Regions from separate parts of the Sus scrofa genome. Here regions 1 and 3 are each linked to region 2. The links are chromatin contacts, called in public Hi-C maps. All regions are on one chromosome and are shown on one strand. Each heading gives the region's core, a stretch centred on a gene start, on an enhancer-like site or on the middle of the called end of the contact. The rest is flanking DNA. Distances are from core to core; before and after follow the strand shown.

What was found. A called contact is a pair of places that touch in the nucleus more often than the background predicts.
Region 1: a contact with region 2 is called in a Hi-C map of embryonic fibroblasts, with 4 times the contacts expected there. The contact joins the enhancer-like site here to the promoter of DNAAF2 in region 2. A contact is called at or near these places in 1 of 5 promoter capture datasets (liver), 6 of 47 Hi-C or Micro-C datasets (alveolar macrophages, blood, embryonic fibroblasts and 3 more) and 1 of 2 datasets of contacts at active chromatin or transcription factors (alveolar macrophages).
Region 3: a Hi-C map of liver shows a contact between it and region 2, with 2.0 times the contacts expected there. The contact joins the promoter of VCPKMT here to the promoter of DNAAF2 in region 2. A contact is called at or near these places in 10 of 47 Hi-C or Micro-C datasets (alveolar macrophages, embryonic fibroblasts, epiblast stem cells and 7 more) and 1 of 2 datasets of contacts at active chromatin or transcription factors (alveolar macrophages).

What each region holds. Positions count from the first base shown.
Region 1 is chr1:179,883,416-179,886,115 of Sscrofa11.1, reverse strand. The region is part of intron 1 of LOC110262125 (a long non-coding RNA gene); the gene reads left to right. Among named protein-coding and RNA genes, the nearest start is that of VCPKMT, 23 kb to the left of the region's middle. Within about 2 kb of position 1,340, at least 55 of the 83 cell types and tissues checked have an H3K27ac peak or open chromatin away from gene starts, as enhancers often do. A contact at or near this core is called in alveolar macrophages, embryonic fibroblasts, fetal skeletal muscle and 2 more, where this site is marked.
Region 2 is chr1:179,489,410-179,492,467 of Sscrofa11.1, reverse strand. DNAAF2 (protein kintoun) reads left to right here and starts at 1,332. Exons shown (of 3, transcript XM_003121803.5): 1 at 1,332-3,058. The coding sequence starts at 1,462. LOC110262104 (a long non-coding RNA gene) reads right to left here and starts at 2,510. Exons shown (of 2, transcript XR_002346676.1): 1 at 2,272-2,510; 2 at 1-2,010.
Region 3 is chr1:179,906,022-179,908,766 of Sscrofa11.1, reverse strand. It overlaps VCPKMT (protein-lysine methyltransferase METTL21D), which reads left to right and starts at 1,328. Exons shown (of 6, transcript XM_021101519.1): 1 at 1,328-2,084; 2 at 2,182-2,292; 3 at 2,464-2,536. The coding sequence starts at 1,819. It overlaps SOS2 (son of sevenless homolog 2), which reads left to right. Exons shown (of 23, transcript XM_021101439.1): 23 at 1-1,189.

The sequences.
Region 1 (2,700 bases), core at 91-2,590, 390 kb before region 2:
CTATACCACAGCTCAGGGCAATGCCGGATCTCTAACCCGCTGCACAAGGCCACAGATTGAACCTGCATCCTCATGGATTCTAGTCAGATTTGTTTCTTCTGGGCCACAATGGGGACTGTCTCCTATTTCTAAAATGTGGTTTTGGTTGCAGTGTGTTGAGGACTAATCTGTAATAGTCATTATCAAACTTGACAGTGGTGGTGGACAGCCTCTAAGACAGCCCCCAAAGATTCCTGCCTCTCAATATGGATAATTTCTCTTAGTCTGGATTTGGATTTGTCTTAAAAAGTCTCAGTCTCTCTTTCTCTCTCTCCCTCTCTCTCTCTCTCTCTCTCTCTCTCTCTCTCTCTCTCTCTCTCACACACACACACACACACACACACACACACCCTAGCTTGGGGGAAAATCCAGCAGAGCCATGTGATGGGGAACCAATGTTTTCAGCTAAAAGTCAAAAAAGACCTGATTGACAGCAGCTTCTCCAGCACAGGCACAGTCTGGAAGTGTTTGCAGCCTGAACCAACACCTTGATTACAGCATCATGAGAACCCCTTAGCCAGAATCCCAAAGCTAAGTCAATCCCACCTTCCTGATGTATAGGAACTTTGGGATAATCAGTGTTGGTTGTTTTTAGCTTCTGTGTTTTAGGGATATTTGTTAGGAAGCAATAGATAACATACACATATGCATCAGAAGCACCTAGATTCTTGGTAAAATGTGTATTTCTGGGTCTTACCACATTCAGTGGATGTGGCCTGAAGTCTTTGCCTTTTCGCCAGGAATCCCAGGAGAATCAGAAGTGAAAACTTTCTGTATGAGCACACACAGCAAAAATAAACACTCCCTGGAAAGGCCTGGGGGGAGAGAAGACTAAGGGGAGTATGGTTGCCAGATAACTTACAGGACACCCAGTTCTATTTGAATTTCAGATAAATAACAAAAAAATGTTTTAGTATAAGCATGCCCCTTGCAGTGTTGGGGACATATTTATACCAAAACATATTTGTTATCTGAAATTCAAATTTAACTGCGTGGTCTGTATTTCTATTTGTTAAAAACTATCTAGAAGGAAAGCCCCACCCAAGTGATGGCCCAGACGGAAATAAAGTGGTGCCTTCTTTTCACAGATGGCAGGATTTTAATCCCTGAGGGATGAGGGGTTTAAAGGTGCTTGGCTGGGCCCTGCCCCTCTTCCACCTGGAAGGCAGACTGCAGACTTAGGGCCCTTAAAATGTTTCTTTGGAGGGTTGGGGTTGGGGGAGGAGTGGTGTGGAGTAGGAGGATGGAGAACTGCTCTGGAAGCCCTCCTCCACGGCCCCGCCCACTCCGAGATGCTGGTGGATCCAAGGAGAGAACAGGATGCAGGGTTGGGTCCAGCCCCTGGTGGCCCAGTGCACCCAGCTCCCTGGAGAAGTTGGTCATGTCTGTGTAGATGTCCCTGCCTGATGGGTTCTACACATGGTGCTGGGAACAAGCTTCTCTGGGTGCAGATGGCATCAGGTTCTTCCAGAGCAGTGAATGAATGCCAGTCTTCCCCCACACCCCTCCAGGAACTCAGATGAATGCAGCTGCTCATAATAAATGTGTGCCTTTCTCATTCTGAGTATGTCTGAGTCTCTGACGAGTTGTATTTATTGTAGCTCTCAGCCTTGTAAAGAGGAGGATGGTTTCAAAGACATTCCCTAATGACTGAGGTTTTAAGAACTCTGGCTTTCACTTCTGTATATGCTTTATTGTCACAGGGAACCGTCTTAATTTTGATGTGTTTATTTTCAACTATGAAACATCTTCAAAGAGATGGGGAATGAATGAGAATATGTGTGGGAGAGAAACGGGGAGAGAGAGAGAGCTTGGCTGGGTAGACTGAAACGTTTAAGGCAGGGATGGAAGAGAATGGCGCAGAAAATGTGCAGCTGCAGTAGAATCAGAGCCTTAAATAAGTGCTTTGAAACCAGACACCAAAAGTGAGGTCACGTCATTCCGAGCTCTGGTTCAGCCTTGCCCAGCGGCCTGACGCAAGCTGAAAAGCCACAGGAGGGGAACTCAGCTGAATCTCTCTCCTGAGTGAAACTGTGGAGGGGACTGAGTTTTTTTTTTTTTTTTTTTTTTTTAGAGGAAGGGAGGAGGTTTAAATCAAATGTACAGAATGTGTTCCCTGGAGGCTCTCAAGGTCTCTAAGCACCTTCACAAGCTGCTTCATAAAACCAGCATGGCCAACACAAAACAAATTTGCAAAGTAGAAGGCCAAGGATGATGTTGCCATTTCATACTTTGTATATCAGGGAGAACCCCACAGGAATTGCTCAGTTCCAGGACCACCACCCCAAATGCGGCTGACTTTGGGGGAAAATGCAATTGACTCTAGACTACAGATGGTTTAAAGCTGGAAGGGGCCTTACCCATCCAGTCCAGGTTCCTCTTTTACAGAGAAGAATCTAGGCTCCCACTTTGGCCTTCCGTTTGGTTCTCTCTGGGTATTTGAAAAATTAATAGCTACCTCAAAGATTTATTGTGAGCATTCATGTAACGATGTATATAAAGCACTTGGTACTTAGTAACTGGGATCTGTTATTATTATTTCACCAGGTCTTTGTATTTAGGCATGTGGCAGTGTTAAGGTCAGAGGGGAGTATTTCAGCATAGGTTAAACAAAACAAAACAAAAAAGAGCCCAGCTTCCTGAGACAGGGTTCATATCTTT
Region 2 (3,058 bases), core at 83-2,582:
CATGTGTGTGATTGACTTCCTCTTAGTTATAGTCCCCCCTACTTCCTATTACTTACAGCAGCCTCACTTGACTTAGGTACTTGCCTACATAAGCCTTAAAGGTATTTGGGTCTGCAAACCTGGCAGTCCACACAGCAAACCCACTGAGAGGACAGGTATTGCCACGTTCATCTAATAGACATAAAAACAGGGGTCCTGGGAGGTTCACAGGCTTCAACAATGACACAAGTCAATAGCAGAGTTCCAGCCTCAATCAAGATTCAGGGTGCAGGGCAGGCTGAGGATGGCCCACCTGGAGACAGCCGCCTTCTGCTACATGGCAGGTTAATCCGCTGATTGCATACTCCATTTTCTAGTTAGCCCACACACAGCCTGAGTTTATCATCAAGCAAACTCCCCTTTTGTTTTTAACAGGACAATCACACCACCTTGAGAAGCCATGAACCAAAGCACGCAGTCTCAATAAACAGCTTGCCTTTTAAATCCATAAGCTACAAACAAATCTGCATTCTTTCAGAGAAGCCTTGCAGGTCTTCTTCTCTTTAAGTCTGAACTTTCTCATGACAAAGATAGTCAAGTGGAGGAAATCAATAACTACAAAGAAATATCTCCAGGATATACTATTATAAGTGCAAAAAAACAAAGGGCAAAAGTGTATGTAGGGAATGATCCCATTTGTATAAATGGAAAAAAAAATAAATATGTTAAGAGTATGCACATACTAAAGGCTTTCCATATAGCTACTAAACTACTCTCTAGAAAGGTTTTACTAATACAATTCTCCTACTACCCCAAGGAAATATAGTGATTGCTAAAAAAAAAAAAAAAAAGCCATTGCCATTTTCAGTAACATGTGGTATTATATTTGCATTTTTATTATCAGTAAGGGCATATCTTTACTGAGCATCGATTATTTATGAATAGCCTGCCCATATCTCTTGCCCTAAGTGAGTTGTAAACAGGACAAACTGGTAAAATAGCTAGAAGACTGAAATATTGGTTTAGCGAAGTGAAAAGCAGATAAACTTAGGTTAGAATCACAGCTTGTGAATGCACCAACTCTATGATTATGGTCAGGTAACTTCTCAGGTCCCATCTGTGAAATGCGGATCCAGTGAACAGTGGATAACGTACATAATGCTGGAAATTATAACAATTATTAGGATGGTTATTCTGCAGCAGTAACTGCACTATGGCACAGGAATCTAAAAAAATGCGGAATGTTTGTTTGGAGAAACTAAGGCTATTTCTGGCATTTCCATCACTCTATTCCTGCCCCTCCCCCACAGCATTGGTGGTGTCGCTATAGCAACGAGCACGCGCTGCCCAAGGCTCAACAGTCTAGCGGTTTACTGGCCTCCGCGGCCTCTCTCTCCGCAGAAGAGCGACAACACTGATCGTCCCACCCACTCCGTCTCGGATCGATCTCCCCTGACCACTGGGAAGGAGCGGAGGGGCAGCATGGCCAAGGCAGCCTCTTCGCCGTTGGAGGACTTGGACCTGAGCGGAGAGGAAGTCCAGCGGCTCACCTCCGCTTTCCAGGACCCCAAGTTTCGGCGAATGTTCTCTGAGTATGCGGAGGAGCTCACGGACCCCGAGAACCGGCGGCGCTACGAGGAGGAGATTACCGCGCTGGAGCGTGAGCGCGGCGTGGAGGTGCGGTTTGTGCACCCGGAGCCGGGCCACGTGCTGCGCACCAGCCTGGATGGGGCCCGGCGCTGTTTCGTGAATGTATGCAGCAATGCCCTGGTGGGCGCGCCCAGCAGCCGGCCCAGCTCTGGGAGCGCGGCGTCCGGCAGCCAGTGGTCCCTGCCCTACAGTCTGGCGCCCGGCCGCGAGTACGCGGGGGGGCGCGGCATCCGCTACACAGTCTACGACGTGGTCTTCCACCCAGACGCACTCGCGCTGGCCCGGCGCCACGAGCGCTTCCGCCAGATGCTGGACGCCACGGCTTTGGAGGCCGTGGAGAAGCAGTTCGGCGTGAAGCTGGACCGCAGGAATGCCAAGACCCTGAAAATCAAGTACAAGGGGACCCCGGAGGCTGCCGTGCTGCGCACGCCCCTACCCGGGGGCGTCCCGGCCCGGCCCGAGGGGGAACCGGAGAGCCCGCTCCCTGATTTCCCCTACCCTTACCCGGGCCCTGTGGCCGCTGGGAGTGCCGCGATCCCCCGGCCCCAGGCGCCCTCCCCTCCCGAGGCGGTCCAGCAGCCCGCCCCCACAGAGCCTCGCTACAGCGTGGTGCAGCGCCACCACGTGGACCTCCAGGATTACCGCTGCTCTCGGGACTCAGCCCCCAGCACTGTGCCCCACGAGCTGGTCGTCACCATTGAGCTGCCGCTGTTGCGGTCGGCTGAGCAGGCAGCGCTGGAAGTGACTGGAAAGCTGCTGTGCCTCGACTCACGGAAACCCGACTACCAGCTGCGGCTCTCGCTTCCATACCGGGTGGACGACAGCCGCGGCAAGGCGCAGTTCAACAAGGCCCGGCGGCAGCTGGTAGTCACGCTTCCGGTAGCGGTGACAGTCTCGCTCCCGGAGCTCGCCGCGACCCCGGAAGAGGCCGCCGACCGGCCCGGAACTGATGGCGCGGCCTGCGCTTCCGCTCGCCAAGGGGAGGCGGGCCCAGCGGGGATTCGTGCAGGGGACGGAGGCTCGGATCCCGGCCGAGCTGGAGCTGCGGGCGCCGATATCCCTGCCCCGGAGGCCGTTGGGGGGAAGCTTGTCTCAGAACCAGAGGAGCTTGATTTCGGCGGGCAAGCAATATCAACAGCTCGCATTGGGGAGGAGCCGCTTCCCAGAGCAGGGAACTCACCTGAGGACGGTGGTGGAGGCGCTCCTTGGAAATCATCCGGGGACCTTGACGGGAGGTCTCCTACAGGGAGAGGGAGAGCGCGCCCAGCTCTTGGCGTCAAAGAGCACGTGGCCGGAGGAGGCACAGGCAGGGAGCCTGTTGATCGATCCATGGTTGGTCCCGGGACAGACCGCGGGGAACCCTTGTGTCCGCCTCTGCAATGTAATCAGGATGAAGAATCTCTGACTCTGCTCATTCAAGTGCCTTGCA
Region 3 (2,745 bases), core at 79-2,578, 420 kb before region 2:
AATGGTATTTGTAAAGTTTTTTTTTAATTTATTCAAAAATGCATAGTATTTTAGTACTTTTTAAAAATAATGCTCTTACAAAAATGCTACTGATCAAATAAGCTTTTAAAAATTGGAAAAATGAAAATACAGAAGTCCTTTACCATTATCCTCAGGTGATCAGTAGCATTGCCTTGTCTTAGATCCTCAGTGCTGCCAAAAGGCCAGTATAAAGAAATTATATTTGCACTGTAGACTCTGCTAAAATATGGTTTAAAGTGATAATTGATTGCACTGAAAGGGGATAGTGCATTTGTGGAATTTTTCAAATTTGAGTAATAGATGACTTTTTAAGGCAGTGAATTTACACACGTATGGGGGGGGTGAGTGATACTGATTTTTTAAGCCTCTTTGACCATCTTCTAGTTTTTACATCTAGTTTTTACATTTAGGAAAATTGTGAATAACACCCACTGTTCTTAAACTCTTTAATGCCATGTCTTAAATGCCAGAATTTGCTGCTGAAGACAAAAATGAAAAAGAGAATGAAAATAATAGAATGCACTGTGTTTATTATTTTGTCAAAATGTAAACAGACTACCTAACCCAATCATAGAGGGAAAAAGGGCATATATCTTATACAGATGTGCCTTTTTGTTTTTGCAGACTATGATGTCTTTAGCTAACGAGTTGCCTATTGTTTTGGGATGTAAAGTTAATATGCCATATATGTACAGTTTTGTTTATATTGTATATTTAAAGACAGTGCTAATAATGTATATAAGTTTATGTGACTTAAGGCCTATAATACAATCTGCTACTTTACTAATTCATGAATTCAGAGGACAAGTTTCTTATGGCCTAGGAACCAACTGCATTGCCTTGAAAACCTAATAACTTTCCCTGTAAATCCTGTGTTAATAAAATTTTTTAAAATATTTTTTTAGATTGGTAATATTTAAACCAGCATATACTTAAAGCTTTATTAAACTTTTTAATCAGAAAAGTGAGTAAAACTTTTATTTGCCATTTGATTTGGACTCCTTCCCTCAAAGTGATGAAAAAGTGTGTTTTGCTCTCAGTGCCACAGCAGCAGTTGTAAAGTAGTCAGAAGCCACGTTGTTTATTTACTGGTCAGTGGCCTTTTACTGTGCTTTGTATCAGAGTTTCTAACAAGATTAATAAATCACCCAAGTCTTAATTTTTTAAAGACTTTTAAAATATGTGTTTTCATTATATGGAACAAGGGGGTAAGATTGTTGAGTTCTGTAGAAATAAATTATTTTCCCTATTTTGTGCAATTAAAATTCCATAATCCTAAAGAATTCAAGTGATGTAAACTTTGGAGGGATAACTTTACCTTCACTGTTACTGCATTCAGATGAAAAATTAGCATGTTAGAAAATCTTATCCTCCTAAATTTAAAATTAGTAGGATGATAGCTATCCTCGGTAGAATCTTGGAAGCTGCCTGGATTTAAGGCCGGCAAATGCTGTGTGAATCAGTCTCCAACCAGGTAAAAATACTCAGGTTGGCTTTTTTTTTTTTAAGAGCAGATTATAATACTAGCTTTGTCCGGAAAATTGATCTAAACTGTCAGTTCTTGAAGCCAGACTTGAAATTTTGGGAAGAACGTGTCAGTTCCGCTCCTAGGGGAAGCCCTGGCCACGGGGTAGGCACTTTGGTGGAGCCTTGCCTTCCGGGCTCTCTGCCTTCGCGCATGCGCTCTGGCGCCAACACCTCCGCCAGGAGAAGCGGGGCCCCAAGCCAGTCGAGGAGCGGGGCTGTGCGCATGGTTGTGATGTCACTGTGTGCGCCACATCTTGTTGCCAGGCAGCGATGGCGGCTACTCTGGAGTCATCCGAGGAGGACACGCTGCTGAACTTTGTGCGAGTTTTGGAGAAGCGAGATGGCACGGTGTTACGACTGCAGCAGTATGGCTCCGGCGGCGTGGGTTGCGTTGTTTGGGACGCTGCCATTGTCCTTTCTAAATACCTGGAAACGCCCGGGTTTTCCGGCGATGGGGCCCACACTCTGAGCCAGCGGTCGGTGCTGGAGCTGGGCTCTGGCACCGGGGCGGTGGGGCTCATGGCTGCTACCCTCGGGTAAGAGCTGGCGGGAAGGGACGGCGCTTTGTTGGAGAAACCGCCATTACCGGCTTCCCAACCTTGTGCCTCTACCTCAATCAATGTTATTTTATAGGGCAGATGTCATAGTCACCGATCTTGAGGAATTGCAGGACTTACTGAAGATGAATATTAATATGAACAAGCATCTTGTCACTGGTTCTATTCAAGCCAAGGTACTGAAATGGTTTGTATGGCCTTTAAGCTTTTTTTAGATAACGATTTGTAGTTTGCTTTAAATTGTGTTTCACTGTAAGTACGGTTAATTCGAAGGGAATTTTCTGGGTCTTGTTTATAAAACAAGAATATTTTAAGTTATTAAAGCAACAGTGAAAAATATTTGGTTGACATTTTTAAGGGGGGAAGAAATAGAAGACTTTCCTTCTCCACCAGACTACATACTGATGGCTGACTGCATATACTACGAAGAGGTGAGTAATGAGTGAAATTTCTTCGTTTAGAGGTTGCATACACCGTTTTCCATGGGTTCTAAAGCACACATGTCTAAGCATTTTTACATCTTTTAATGCAAATTTATTCTGTAATTGATGATACAGTAAAGAGAAAATAAAAGTCACCACGGACTACAACTTACACACTCATGATTTTAACATAGAGGCCCATGAAGCATTTTGAGAAA